Linked DNA regions of Triticum aestivum: region 1 is linked to region 2. The links are chromatin contacts, called in public Hi-C maps. All regions are on one chromosome and are shown on one strand. The core of a region is the stretch at or near the end of the contact, and the rest is flanking DNA. Distances in the headings are between cores, read along the strand shown. Region 1 holds the start of LOC123044966 (non-structural maintenance of chromosomes element 3 homolog). Region 2 holds the start of LOC123044965 (transcription factor PCF6).

Region 1 (7,292 bases), core at 1,935-4,434, 140 kb after region 2:
AGGCCGGGCGATGACATTGGTTGAGGGTGGAGGTGGCTACGACGGTCGACGGCACGGGAGCGGCGAGTCAACGCAGAACACCTGTGAGGAGAGGGATCGGTGGCCTTCATCGGCAGTGGGAGATGGGTGTGCTCAGGAAACTTTAGGCGGGAGAGGGATTGTTGCTTCCAGCCACCTATTGGGGTGGTATTGGGGAGGGGGTCAATTTTCCCTAAAAAAAATTGAGACAACAATTTTCCTAAATAAGTTGAGATGTTTTGATGGGTCTCCCGAATAATTTTTGCGGATTGGGCCTCTGTTGGAGCAGGTTTTTTGGCCCAACTCCCCGATATCAATTTTTTATTCGTTATAAGGGGATTTTGTACTGCTTTCTTCTTCTATAAGTTCTCCTTTATGGTTCAGAAAAAAAAAATCATGCTAAACTTTCAGTTGACATCGTGACAGACAACGCATCACTTGTATCGTTTCCTGAAGCTCAGGCGAGCAAACCTGAACGAGCAAAGCCGCGTAGAATGCATAAAGACTTATGCAGCTCCGGTTAACGAAGTGCATACAAGCTGAACGGCCACCACAACACTAGGTTCCCGCAACAAAAGGTCATGTCTTTCTTTTTCCTTTTTCAAATCCAGAGTCACGTCTTAGGCGTCTCGATCTAACTAGTTGAGAGGGCGCGCGCGCACGCAGACTACCTCCTCTCCTATACAGCCCTCAGACGAAGCCTCCACCAAGTCTCTACAATGGCTTTCCACCCTAACTCAAGTTCGTCGTTGTACTGGTGAGTTTAGACTGGACAGCAAAAGCCTGAAACATAGGCCAACGGTTACCCCTGAATGGAAATTGATAACGCAATCATTCTGTTTCAGAAAGAACAGACGGAGAGTCAAAGTGAAAATACCTGATGGTTGCTGCATCATATGCACTTCATTCTGCTGTAGCTGTACTGACACCCACAACCTGATCCATGGCAAAAAGAGGATTGGTCAAACAGATCGGATCAATCTTCAATTTAGTTTTCGCTGGCCATGGTATGACTCTACAATGCGACACTGGATTCAGGAGGGTATTTGCCCGCCACTGATAATCTCTACAAGCGACAGGTTATCATGATGGAAATCAATTATGCCCAGAAATTGCCACTACCTGTGCTACTAGTACTCCATCCATCCCAAATTACTTGTCGCAGAAATGAATGTATCTAGACGTATTTTTAGTTCTAGATACATTCATTTCTACCCATTTCTACAAGTAATTTGGGACGAAGGGAGTATCTATTTTGAAATAATTGCTAATACAATTTTGAGAAACGAATAAATACTAGTCATGAACTAGTAGCAACAGCAGTAGCAAGCAACTCTAATGCATACAAATGATTCATTAAATTCATGCACAAAATACTTCTGTAACAATAATCAATAAAATCCGGAGTACGTGATAAGATGGGGCTGGCTCTTTGTCATGGCAATAATCTTTGTCATTAGCAATCGCACTATGTAAAATCCTGAAGCTGGAAAAGAAAAGAGTTCATAATCTAGACTTGTTTATGGTACAACTAGGAACCAGCTAGAATCATACTCAAACACGACCATTTCAGAGGCTGTTTTTTTCAGTATATCGTATAGCACCTAGTTCCTTACCAAGGCTGCGTGCATCAACCGATGCAGAGGCTGGAGCTATCTCCTTTTCAAAATAAAAATAAAAATGTAGTTCCTTACCAAACATTTTATAGCTGTTAATGCTGCACGTTATGGAGAAGGCATTAAAAGCATAAACATCATTTTGAGAGGCATTAAAAGCATAAACATCATTTCTACAGGTTAAAGTGATAGATTAGTTTCACAAATTAGTGTTTGTATATACTCTCTCAGGCAACCAAGCAAAAGTTCTGCTATTTCTAATTTACTGTACATACAGGTTGATGCCTTATTTTTTCGAGATTGTGGTTGATGCTTTTACATACCTGTGAAATGTATTCTTTAAGCTTCGAGCTGATGGATTCATCCAATGCCCTCTCTGCAAGCTCATAAACCATGGAATGGCCTTCTGGACCAGCAATCTTCTCCTTCAGCAAGTACCTGGGCAAAGATACCAAGTGAAAAAAACAAAAGTTGCCAATGAAATACACACTCTGCAGCACACCCTGAAAGTACCAGCAACCTTTGTTGCACTAGTAGTTCAAGCGCCTGCTTATTGTTGCCGAGAACAGGGTGGTTCTCATCAGTTTCATTTAAGCCCAAACGTTTCAGCTGACGCCAAAGGTCCTCTGAAACATGTTTGTCAAAAATCAGTAATATCAAACGATAAAACCTCCTGACTACTGTCGGAAAAAGAACCAGCAATCTCTACCTTCAGAGATCTTGCCACCAGCGACATGAACAATGCTTATGACAACAAAAGCAAACCCAGACACATGGGCACGCTCCTTATCCTCAACATACTTGCTGTACACCTCAGGGTCCAGCTTACTTACCAGGACGTAGCTCTTTGCATCCTGATTACCTAAACACAGCTCGATTCATCGCTGGTCATTCTTAAGTTCAACCAATTTCTACCTTACTACATCATCAGCAAAGATGCAGGCTGCTGTGTGGGCGACGACATTGCAAGATCTAAAGAAGAAGAAAAGCGAGCTTACTGGGCTGCTGGGAGGAGGGGCGTCCGGAGCGGGTGGACGTGGCGCGGGTCCTCTGGAGCTCCCTCATCTCATAGCCGAAGGTCGCCGCAAGCCTGTCCCCAGCTTCCTTGATGACGAGCGCAGGGAGCGCTCGCTGGCGGTAGTAATTGGTGATGATTTGGGTGAGCTCCTCCCGCTTGATGGGGCAGCCGGAGTTCTGGTGCGTCTTGAAGAGCGCGTAGCGCATCACCTCGGCCACAAGCTTGTCCTTCTCCTGCAGGGCCCGATTTGGGCGGATCAAAACGTCGAACACCTTGCGTGCGGCGGGTCGAACTGGGAAACGGGGAGGAGCAGGGTGTGGCGTACCTCCGTGGAGATGTCAATCTGGGCGAATTCTTCGCTGGTCGCCATGCGATTCAAGAACTGTATGACGGCACGAGGAGGGGAGTGGGAGGGATTGCCGCGATTTGGGGCGGAGCAGAAGTACCCTAGGTTCGCATTAAGCGGTTTGTTTTCGTGGTAGAGTGGCGCGAGGGAGACGGCGGGAAACTGAACCGAGCGGATGGAGGGAGGCGGAGACGCGCCCGCGCCTTAAAGCGTCTTCAGCACTTCCCTCGGAAAATCTTTTTTTTCGAGGAACCGGCTGCCTTTTCATTTGAGACAAAAAGAGAGAATATGTACAGAGTTGTTAGGTTTTTCAAGGGAACCTGACAAAACCCGCACAAACAGGAAGTGCCCTACAAATCAGCCAATACCGGTCGCCACATGGACCATGCCGAAAGCCATGGCCCTCTGTCTTATGTTGTCGAACGCGGGGGTCGCCACCTCCACATGGGTTAGGCGGGTTCCGTTGAAAATGCGATGGTTGCGCTCCTTCCAGATATTCCAGATAGTGTAGAGGAAGCGACCACTGCGGCGGCAACTATCCTCCTTGGAAATTGGAGCGATGAGCGAATCCCACCAGTCTGAGATCCCCATGCAAGGCGGTAGCGACATCGAGTTCAGTGGCGCCTCCCCAGTCCGCCCCTGTACATGCGACCAAACCGCTACCGCAAACGGACAGTCCTTGCGCAGGTGATTTGCTGTTTCTGGTGCCCGCACGCAGAGAGGGCAGATAGGGTCGTGCGGCCAGCCACGAATGGCCAGCATGTCCGCCGTGAGGGTCTTCCCGTGGAGCACCAGCCAGGAGAAGAGCTTACATTCTGGCTCTACATGAGCCTCCCAAATCTTGGACGGCGAAAACCTGGGGAAGGATCCGTAGAACTGGGCCGCATAAGCTGAAGCAGAGGAGTAGCTGCCATTAGGGGTCCAACGCCAAGAGATGGAGTCCTCCAGGTCTGGGGACAGCTTAGTCTGCGAGGTCAGAGATGCAAGCGTAATGAACTCCTGCAGCTGTGCGGGTGTCTCCAAACGGGCGACCGATCTAATCCAGTTCTCGTCCTGAAGCTCCCTCATCACAGATCTCTGCTTTCCAGTGGCGATTTTGAAGAGCCCGGGGCCCAGCAATCGTAAAGGACCCTTTCCCATCTAGTCGTCATGCCAGAACAAAGATTTCCAGCCGTTACCCAGCACGATGGTGGTGGAAGCCCTGAACAATGCCATGCCCTAAACAAAGATTTCCAGACTAGGAGCTCTACCAAACCTTTCGAGGTCCGTGATTCCGAGCCCACCCAGGGCTTTAGGCCTGCACACCGTCTTCCAGTTCACCAAGGAGTGGCCCCCAGTCGCATTTTCAAAATTGTCGCTGCACCAGATGAAGTTTCATGAAATCTTGCTAAGCTTGTGATTTGCCCAAGCCGGAAGGGGAGCACAGTGAGATGGTGGGTGGCAATGGCGTACAAGACAGACTTTGCCAAGGAGACCCTTCCTGGCCACGCGAGGTTCTTGCCCTTCCACCCCGGTAATCTGCCCATTGCCTTGTCGATGAGAGGTTGAAGGTCTGTGACGCCCCCGATTCAATCGTACACTAATCATGCATGCAAATGTGTACGATCAAGATCAGGGACTCACGGGAAGATATCACAACACAACTCTACAAATAAAATAAGTCATACAAGCATCATAATACAAGCCAAGGGCCTCGAGGGCTCGAATACAAGTGCTCGATCATAGACGAGTCAGCGGAAGCAACAAGATCTGAGTACAGACATAAGTTAAACAAGTTTGCCTTAAGAAGGCCAGCACAAACTGGGATACAGATCGAAAGAGGCGCAGGCCTCCTGCCTGGGATCCTCCTAGCTACTCTTGGTCGTCGTCAGCGGGCTGCACGTAGTAGTAGGCACCTCCAGTGTAGTAGTAGTCGTCGACGGTGGCGTCTGGCTCCAGGGCTCCAGCATCTGGTTGCGACAACCAGAAAGAAAGGAAAGGGGGGAAAAGGGGGGAGAAAGCAACCGTGAGTACTCATCCAAAGTACTCGCAAGCAAGGAACTATACTACATATGCATGGGTATATGTGTAAGAAGGCCATATCAGTGGACTGAACTGCAGAATGCCAGAATAAGACGGGGATAGCTAGTCCTATCGAAGACTACGCTTCTGGCAACCTCCGTCTTGCAGCATGTAGAAGAGAGTAGACTGAAGTCCTCCAAGTAGCATCTCCAAGTAGCATCTCCAAATAGCATCTCCAAGTAGCATCTCCAGATAGCATCTCCAAGTAGCAACGCGTAGCATAATCCTACCCGGCGATCCTCTCCTCGTCGCCCTGTAGAAAAGCGATCACCGGGTTGTCTGTGGAACTTGGAAGGGTGTGTTTTATTAAGTATCCGGTTCTAGTTGTCATAAGGTCAAGGTACAACTCCAAGTCGTCTTGTTACCGAAGATCACGGCTATTCGAATAGATTAACTTCCCTACAGGGGTGCACCACATAGCCCAACACGCTCGATCCCATTTGGCCGGACACACTTTCCTGGGTCATGCCCGGCCGCGGAAGATCAACACGTCGCAGCCCCACCTAGGCTCAACGGAGAGGCCAGCACGCCGGTCTAAACCTAAGCGCGCAGGGGTCTGGGACCATCGCCCTGAGCACACCTGCACGTTGCGTACGCGGCCGGTGAGCAGACCTAGCAACCTCCATTACAAAGGAAGTTGCGTTAACGCAGTCCAACCCGGCGCGCGCCGCTCAGTCGCTGACGTCACGAAGTGCTTCGGCTGATACCACAACGTCGGGATACCCATAACTACTCCCACGTAGATGGTTAGTGCGTATAGGCTCGTAGCCAGACTCAGATCAAATACCAAGATCTCGTTAAGCGTGTTAAGTATCCGCGAACGCCGAACAGGACCAGGCCCACCTGTCTCCTAGGTGGTCTCAACCTGCCCTGTCGCTCCGCCACAAAGTAACAGTCGGGGGCCGTCGGGAACCCAGGCCCACCTCTACCGGGATGGAGCCACCTGCCCCTTCAGCCCCCAACTCCGAACAGTATCATAGATAATGTAACTGTGTAAAGTATATCGTATATGCCCGTGATCACCTCCTGAAGTGATCACAGCCCAGTAGTATAGCATGGCAGACGGACAAGAGTGTAGGGCCACTGATGGAACACTAGCATCCTATACTAAGCATTTAGGATTGCGGGTAAGGTATCAATGACTGTAGCAGCAATGACAGGCTATGCATCAGAATAGGATTAACGGAAAGCAGCAACATGCTACAGTACTCTAATGCAAGCAGTATAGAGAAGAGTAGGCGATATCTGGTGATCAAAGGGGGGGCTTGCCTGGTTGCTCAGACAAGAAGGAGGGGTCGTCGGTGACGTAGTCGTCCACAGGGGCATCAGCATCGTCACGGGGGCTACCGGAGAGAAGAGGGGGGAGAAACAGTAAATACATAGCAGGCAAGTGCATAACAGGTCAACAAGCAGAGCTAGACGCGTTCTAACGCGGTATGAGGTGATACCGGTGAAGGGGGGAAACATCCGGGAAAGTACCCCCAGTGTTTCGTGTTTTTGGACAGATGAACCAGAGGTGAAATGTTGCAGGTTCTCTATGCTAGGGACGCGTGGCGGACGAACGGGCTGCGTATCCGGATTCGTCTCGTCGTTCTGAGCAACTTTCATGTACAAAGTATTTTCATCCGAGTTACGGATTATTTTATATGATTTTCTAAAGTTTTAAATCATTTTTAGAATTTATTTAATTAATTTAATTTAACATTATCCAGAACAGTGAATGATGACGCAGGCATGACATCAGAGTGATGTCAGCAGGTCAACTGGTCGGTTGACCAGTCAAATAGACGGGTGGGTCCAGTAGGACCCACATGTCATTGTTTGTTAACTAATTAACCAGGTTAATTAGTTTAGTTAACAGATTAGTTATGTTAATTAACAGTAGTTAATTAGTTTAATTAGTTATTAGGTTAATTAAACACAATTAATTTAATTAATTAATTAATAATTTTATTTATTATTATTTTTATTCTTTTTTTATATATAAAACGTTCTGGGGGATGGGGCCCCCTTGTCATAGGCCCCGGGGGGCCTTAGCGGGTTAGCGGGCAGGAGGGCGACGGGCGCCGGGGCGAGCGCTCACCCGCACGGAGTGTGGCGAGGCGAGGCCAGTGGCCAAGGCGACCGCGGTGGAGGCCGGCGCAGGGCGCGCGGAGGGTCGCCGCGGAGGTGCGGCCGGTCGAGGGCGACAACGGCGAGCGAGAGGCGCCGGTGCACAGGGGGGGGCTGCGAG
Region 2 (6,650 bases), core at 4,071-6,570:
TACTTCAAAACAGCATTGGACTACCATATTGTCTAATATGTTATGGGAGCCCCAGAGGAACGTGGTGAACAACAGCTTTAAAGATCTTGGGGACAACAGATTCTAGTTCCAGCAAGTACACCGCGTTAACCCACCCACTATGCATATCTTATGTAGAAATGGGACCTAAGTTGTAGTTAACTAAGCTAAGAAAATGAGCAACCTTTAAGCTGATTACCCCTAGTTTCTTGATAAGCCTAATTTCAAGGCAAGATAAACAAGTCCTTAGGTAAGATCATTTTAAATGCTCAGAATGTTTCCAGGTGGAGGAGAGCTTTTCTAGAAATAAGGAAGGGGAAACCAAATTCAATCAGATCTAAAGGTCTACTCCCTCCGTCCGGTTTATTAGGCCCCCTCTTATTTTGTACTAAAGTTTGACCTATAAGTTTAATTAATGAAATGTAAACTATATGTCACAAAAATTATACTCCCTCCGTAAACAAATATAAGAGTGTTTAGATCACTAAAGTAGTGATCTAAATGCTCTTATATTTCTTTAGAGGGAGTACCATGGGAAAGCTCTTTCAAATACCCCCTCCGTTTTTTTTAGTTTGCATATAAGATTTGGTCAAAGTCAAACTTTGTAAAATTTGACTAGCTTTGTAGGAAAAGATATCAACATCCACACTATGAAATCAATAATATTAGATGCATGATGAAATTAATTTTCATAACATATAACTTTAGTATTGTAGATGTTAATATTTTTTTCTATAAAGTTAGTCAAACTTTACAAAGTTTGACTTTGACCAAATCTTATATGCGGACTAAAAAGAAACGGAGGGAGTACAAATCCAATGGTGTACTTTTTGTAACATATAATTTATATTTTGTTAGTCATATAGATGGTCAAAGTCTGGCTCAAAATACAAGGGGGCCCAATAAACCCGGACGGAGGTAGTAGCTTCCATTAGAATTTTATACAGCATCAATAAAGGCGAACATTAAATATGAGGGCTCTGCTATAAAATGATTAACTCGACCTTTTGTGACAGCATGATTAATTTGCAGTGGCATTTATCACATTTCCATGTACTCCCTCCGTTCCGAAATATAAGTCTTTCTAGTGATTCCACTAGGTGGACTACATACGAAGCAAGATGAATGAATCTACACTTAAAATGCATCTTTATACATCCGTATGTGGTTCATAGTGAAATCTCTACAAAGACTTATATTTAGGAACGGAGGGAGTATATCACAGCAGTACAGCACGCATATGTGAAACATGGTACTTGATGCAGAACTGGAGGGAAAAAGCAAGTTACGAGAAACTTCTATAACAACGAAATAATCTTGACAGTTTACAATGATATCCTCTACTATATCGCATTATGAATCTCATAGCAGATTCTAACAATGCCAAGCTGCAACTATGAAGGTTACTATGAACATGTTGGTTGCTGTTCAGATGTTATTTATGTACATATCTGAGGTAAAATTCAAAAGGCTAACAGGCACTACCGTGCTAGCCATGCAAAAGATTACTATGGACATATTTGTTACCGTTCACTATGCTATTTATGTACATATATGAGCTAAAATGCAAAAGGCTATTGATGGCAAATGAATGGAGTAAACAACCAAGTTATGCTAGCTCACTTAAGAGGTTTTTAAAAGCGCTTAGGACCTAATCACTCATATCTCTGGATTTATTTATCATACTAAAGAGTTTTAACACAAGTATGATACATTTCACAAAGCAATAGGCTGAAGAGTTATGATGGCTTATTCAACAGATAAAAGGACTGATTACATACATAATACTATGTAAACAAGGCACTGCAAAAATAAGGTAAGACTCCATGAATCATGTGACACAAATATAAACGGTGTGAATGATGTTCTATTATGTCAGAATGTGGTTTTGCCATAATTAGTGTAATTTTAAGTACTCCAGGATTAGCACTTGGAGATTCACAGTGAACCGTTCGAAGAGTAATCAAATTTTGACCGCATGTTCATATCAATAATTGACTTTCTGTAGTTAGTACTGTCTTGAAAAGCTGGAGTTTGAGAAGATTATGCTGTATGGTTTGTCCTTCGATAAGATAAATGTCTTATTGATTGGTCTATGTATACCACACGCTGAGATAATTTTGAGCGAATACCTAAAAGTTAGACCTAGCAACAAGACCAAAAAACTACTCCCTCTGTTCACAAACATAAGATGTTTTGGATATTTCAATATGACTATATACGGACTCATGAGTGAACAAACACACTAAAACGTGTCTATATACATCCGGTTCAGAAAAAAGTTAGAACATCTTACATTTGTAAACAGAGGGAGTATCTCCTATTTACCACAGATCAGGAAATGCATAATGTAGTTTGCCTCCTTTCTATGGCTCTTTCCAATGCACAGAAACTCTTTAACCATCCTTAGGATCCAGCCCACTCAGAATCGCCCACCCCGACCCCACTAAAACTCCAACTGGACCAAACCCTAGCCATTAAACACTTCCACTCTCCTCACAATCCCTCGTCCGCTCCACTTCCCTCGCTGGAATTTGGCCGGATCCGGCAGCGGCTCCTCATTTGCCGATGACCCCGTGGATTGGGACGCCCTCGCGACGGAGTCGTACGAGGAGCTCACAATCCGTGTGGCCCCCCGATCTATGAACTATGCTATGTTGATTTGGGGGTTCTGATATGAGGGGGGCAGCTGCGGACACGGACAAATGAGGGATAATTGGGTCTACAAGTTCTCGACAAAAGGAAATAGTTATACTCTTCAAGTTAAGTTTCAAAGCATTTCACTTAATAAATAAGAAGTTCGATGAAATATTGCAGTTTCACTTTAAGATGTACAAACCCAGTTTTAAGGAAAATATCAGTCATGATATGCACATGAATTCACTTTCGTTACGGTTGAATACTCAGCTCTGCTGAAGACATTTCAATGTCTTCTGAATAAGAAGAAAAAAAACATCTACAAAGAAATTCTGGACTGCGCCTCTACTTACCCCTAAACAATTAAACCTAGTAAAAGCCCTTCAGGAAATGCTTTTAGACTACATGACAAATCTTTATCTAGATATTTTATCCATTCGGTATTTGCTGTTACTAGTGCATTTGTTCATATAGCTGACCCCCTTCATGCAATACTAGAACAACGTAGCCTGGGCTTACTACAATTTAAGGCATTAAAAATGCAATGCCGGGTAACCAGAAACCGTGCGATTGGCCTGTCCCCTGTGACATAATGGTTGGGGGGGAACAGAACACCAAAACATATCCCTCTCCAGTGAGTAGTGAATTGACACCTGTTGGAAAGTTCAGCCTAATGCTCCCTCCCCCTAAAGCTTTGACACTCGTCAATTGCACAAGAACAGGCCGAGTGTTTTATGGGATTTAGGGGCGCAAGGCCACCTCGAGAACCACCAAAAGGGTGAGATAATCATATCAAATTAGCCAATGGGCAAGCATCCCACCCTTAAACAAATGCCTGAAAACACAAGCAGCCAAAAAGCAAAGGAAGCGTATGCATTTGGAAGAGTTCATCACCTACCAGCATCCAAAAGAAGCGCACAGCCATTGATCAGTTCTTGCCCTTCTCCTTCATGTCGGAGTGCCGGAACCCCTCCCAGAGCTGCAATGCGGCCGCCGCGCCGAAGTGGCTCTCCGCTGTGGTGGGGGAGGCCACCGCGACGGCTGGGCTGAACAAGAAGGGTATGTGCGGAGCATCCAGTGGAGTAGACAGCCTCTGGAGCTGCTGGTGGTGGTGGTGGTGGTGGTGGTGGCCGGAGAGGTGCGGCTGCGAATTGGACTGAAGGGTCCCCCTAGTGTTGTTGACACCCACAAGACCCGAGGACATGGAGAAGTTGAGACTGTAGTCTACTGCCGGACCCGACGCTGGCGCCGCATGGACGGGCATGTAGTGGTCTTGCGAGAAGGAGAAGTGCGGCATCTCCGTCTGCGAATCGCCGCCGCCGGCTGATAAGCTGAAGTGCTGCGCCGGGGCCATGGAGACGGGCGCAATGTTGCCCAGGTGCGGGGCCGGGGAGGCGAAGGTGTGCAGCATCCCGTGCCCGGATTTCCGGGGCTGGGCGAAGCCGAGGTAGTCCGCGGTGGCAGACGCGGTCATCTGCTGCCACGAGTTGTGCTGCTTGTGCTGAGCAACAGCTGGGGTGGCGGCCGCCAATCCAGTGAGCAGCTCGGTGAAGGAAGCCGCCTGCGCCGAGGGGGGCCGGCGGTGCACGGCGGCGGTGACCGAGTCGTCCTTGTCCTTCACAGAGGCGCTCCGGTCGCGCGCGCGCTCCCTAGCCTTGACGCGGCTGTCGGAGCGAGAAAGCGAGAGGACGGAGCCCTTGCTGGTCTCGGACGTGCTGCTGCAGCCCGATCTGGTGAGCTGCTGGGGCTGCGAGTCGTCGGCCTCCGCGTGAAGAGCAGAAGACTGTTTGTTGGCTGAGGCTGAGGCTGAGGCCGGGTGGTTGGGGAAGGCGGCGGCGTCGAGCTCGGGGAGCTTGTCGATTGCGGCGGCGGCAGCCTTGATGAGCCACTCGACGGCCTTGCTGGGCTGGTCATAGCCAAGGCGATCCTGCAGGTCGTAGAACTGGATGGCGGTGGCGACGGAGAGGCGGACGCGGCGGTCGCGGATGCCCTTGGCCGTGTAGACCTTGCTGTGGCGGTCCTTGCCGCCGGAGCCGCGCGAGACGCGGTAGATCCGCGAGGAGGGGTGCTGCTGGTGCGGCGGCCACGGCACGAGCGCCAGCCGCTTGGCATCCCCGTGGTCCTGGTCCTGCTCCTGGTACTGGTCGTCGGGGCGGCCCCGCTTGCCGAGCTCCACGGCTGCGGCGGCGACGCTGAGCTCCATCCGGGTGTGAATTGGTCCGCCGGCAAGCCGCCGCCAGTGCCTCTCATGCCCTACCCAGAGCGCATTGGTAGCGAAATTAAGCCAGCCAGGCCGCCGCGGGGAGGCGGGGAGTGGGAAGCGAGCGCGTGGGATTGGGGGCGCAGATCTGCGCGCGATCCCGTGTGCGCCCTGGGGCGATGGGATGGAGTGGAGGGAGCACGGCGCGGCGAGGGAGGGAGGGAGAGGGAGAGAGGGGAGGTGGAGTGTGAGTAGGACGAGACGAGACGAGACGATGGAGGGAGGGAGGAAAAGGTCTCCCGATTTTATGAGTCCGAGAGAGAGAGAGAGGGGTAGAGGAGGAGGAGGGAGGTGTGCGGAACGAGGCGGTAGGGGCGTACCATTCTATCGGCCACACCGGTAGCGAGTAGCCCATCACTCTCTCGCGCCGCGCCGCAGCGTCATCGGCTAGTCGGCCGCCGCCGTAGTACCAGCACCAGTCTAGCAGGCAGCAGCGGCAAGTCGCAACGAATCGGCACATACTAGTACATGCGCGCGACGGATCCACGTCTCGTCCATCCATCGCTCAATCCATGTCCGATGGCAACTGGCTCGCTTGCTGTCAGACGTTCATCACGGCGACGACGGGAGTCCTCAAACCGGTCCAAGGTCTCTCTCTCCGCTCCGTGCCGGCGTCAGTGCAACAAACAAACGCTAGCCGCATCCTGGAAATGCCCATGACGTCTCTGTCGCGAGGTCCTCCTTGGATGCCAAATTTGATGTTTTGACCCTTTTGATCTGACTCTGGTTTGAAAAAAATTCAAGGTCTGACCTTTTTTCTGTAGATAGTGGTATGTTAAGGCATGGCCGTCATCTCCTGTCTTATGACCAGAGAGGCCGGCGATAGGTAGGTAAAAGCTACCGACACCGCCGCTGGCAGTAGGGAGGGAATGTAAACCCCATAAACCCCCAGAACCGTATTGTGCCTTGGGAGGGGAAGAATTTTGCGGTAGTCAGTGCAAGCCTACCACCAGTGATCCTGGTGGCAGGATGCACAAATCTATCGCCGACCTGCCTGGTGATGACCCACAAGTGTAGGGGATCTATCGTAGTCCTTTCGATAAGTAAGAGTGTCGAACCCAACGAGGAGCAGAAGGAAATGATAAGCGGTTTTCAGTAAGGTTTTCTACAAGCACTGAAATTGTAGGTGATAGATAGTTTTGTGATAAGATAAATAGTAACGAGTAACAAGTAAACAAAGTAAATAAAGTGCAGCAAGGTGGCCCAATCCTTTATGTAACAAAGGATAAGCCTGGACAATTTCTAATAATGAGAAAGGAGCTCCCGAGGACACATGGGAATTATCGTCGAGCTAGTTTTCATCACGTTCATATAATTCGCGTTCGGTACTTTGATAATTTGATATGTGGGTGGATCGGTACTTGGGTACTGCCCTTATTAAGCACCCTAAGAAAGGACGGGGCATGGGAGTTATCTTGGTTATGAGTACCATAGATAGGTGATCCCATCCGAGCACTTGGACCAAAGTGCTTTGTGGAGCCTGGTCTCCAAAAAAGGACGGGGCAAGTACCCTAAGAAACACAGTTTTCAATGAATGCTTTGTTTTGGGATATTAGAGGGATTACAACCCCAGGAAAAAAACCTTGCATTATTGAAACTCTAGCTAAGCATAAAGCTAGTATAGTAGCTTTTCAGGAGACAAAGAAAGAGAAACTCTCTGCTTCGTTTTTAAAATCTATTAGTGGTGATAAACCTTATAGTTGGCACCACCTACCTGCTGAAGGCACTTCGGGTG

The links. Hi-C and Micro-C count contacts between places; a contact is called where the count stands out from the background.
Region 1: a contact with region 2 is called in a Hi-C map of leaf, with 7 times the contacts expected there. The contact joins the promoter of LOC123044966 here to the promoter of LOC123044965 in region 2. A contact is called at or near these places in 2 of 5 Hi-C or Micro-C datasets (both in leaf).

The regions. Positions count from the first base shown.
Region 1 is chr2B:371,566,510-371,573,801 of IWGSC CS RefSeq v2.1, forward strand. LOC123044966 (non-structural maintenance of chromosomes element 3 homolog) reads right to left here and starts at 3,185. Exons shown (of 7, transcript XM_044467864.1): 1 at 2,978-3,185; 2 at 2,633-2,885; 3 at 2,344-2,496; 4 at 2,155-2,260; 5 at 1,958-2,072; 6 at 896-954; 7 at 430-801. The coding sequence starts at 3,022. The coding sequence ends at 922.
Region 2 is chr2B:371,428,917-371,435,566 of IWGSC CS RefSeq v2.1, forward strand. It overlaps LOC123044965 (transcription factor PCF6), which reads right to left and starts at 5,321. Exons shown (of 2, transcript XM_044467863.1): 1 at 3,550-5,321. The coding sequence starts at 4,858. The coding sequence ends at 3,584.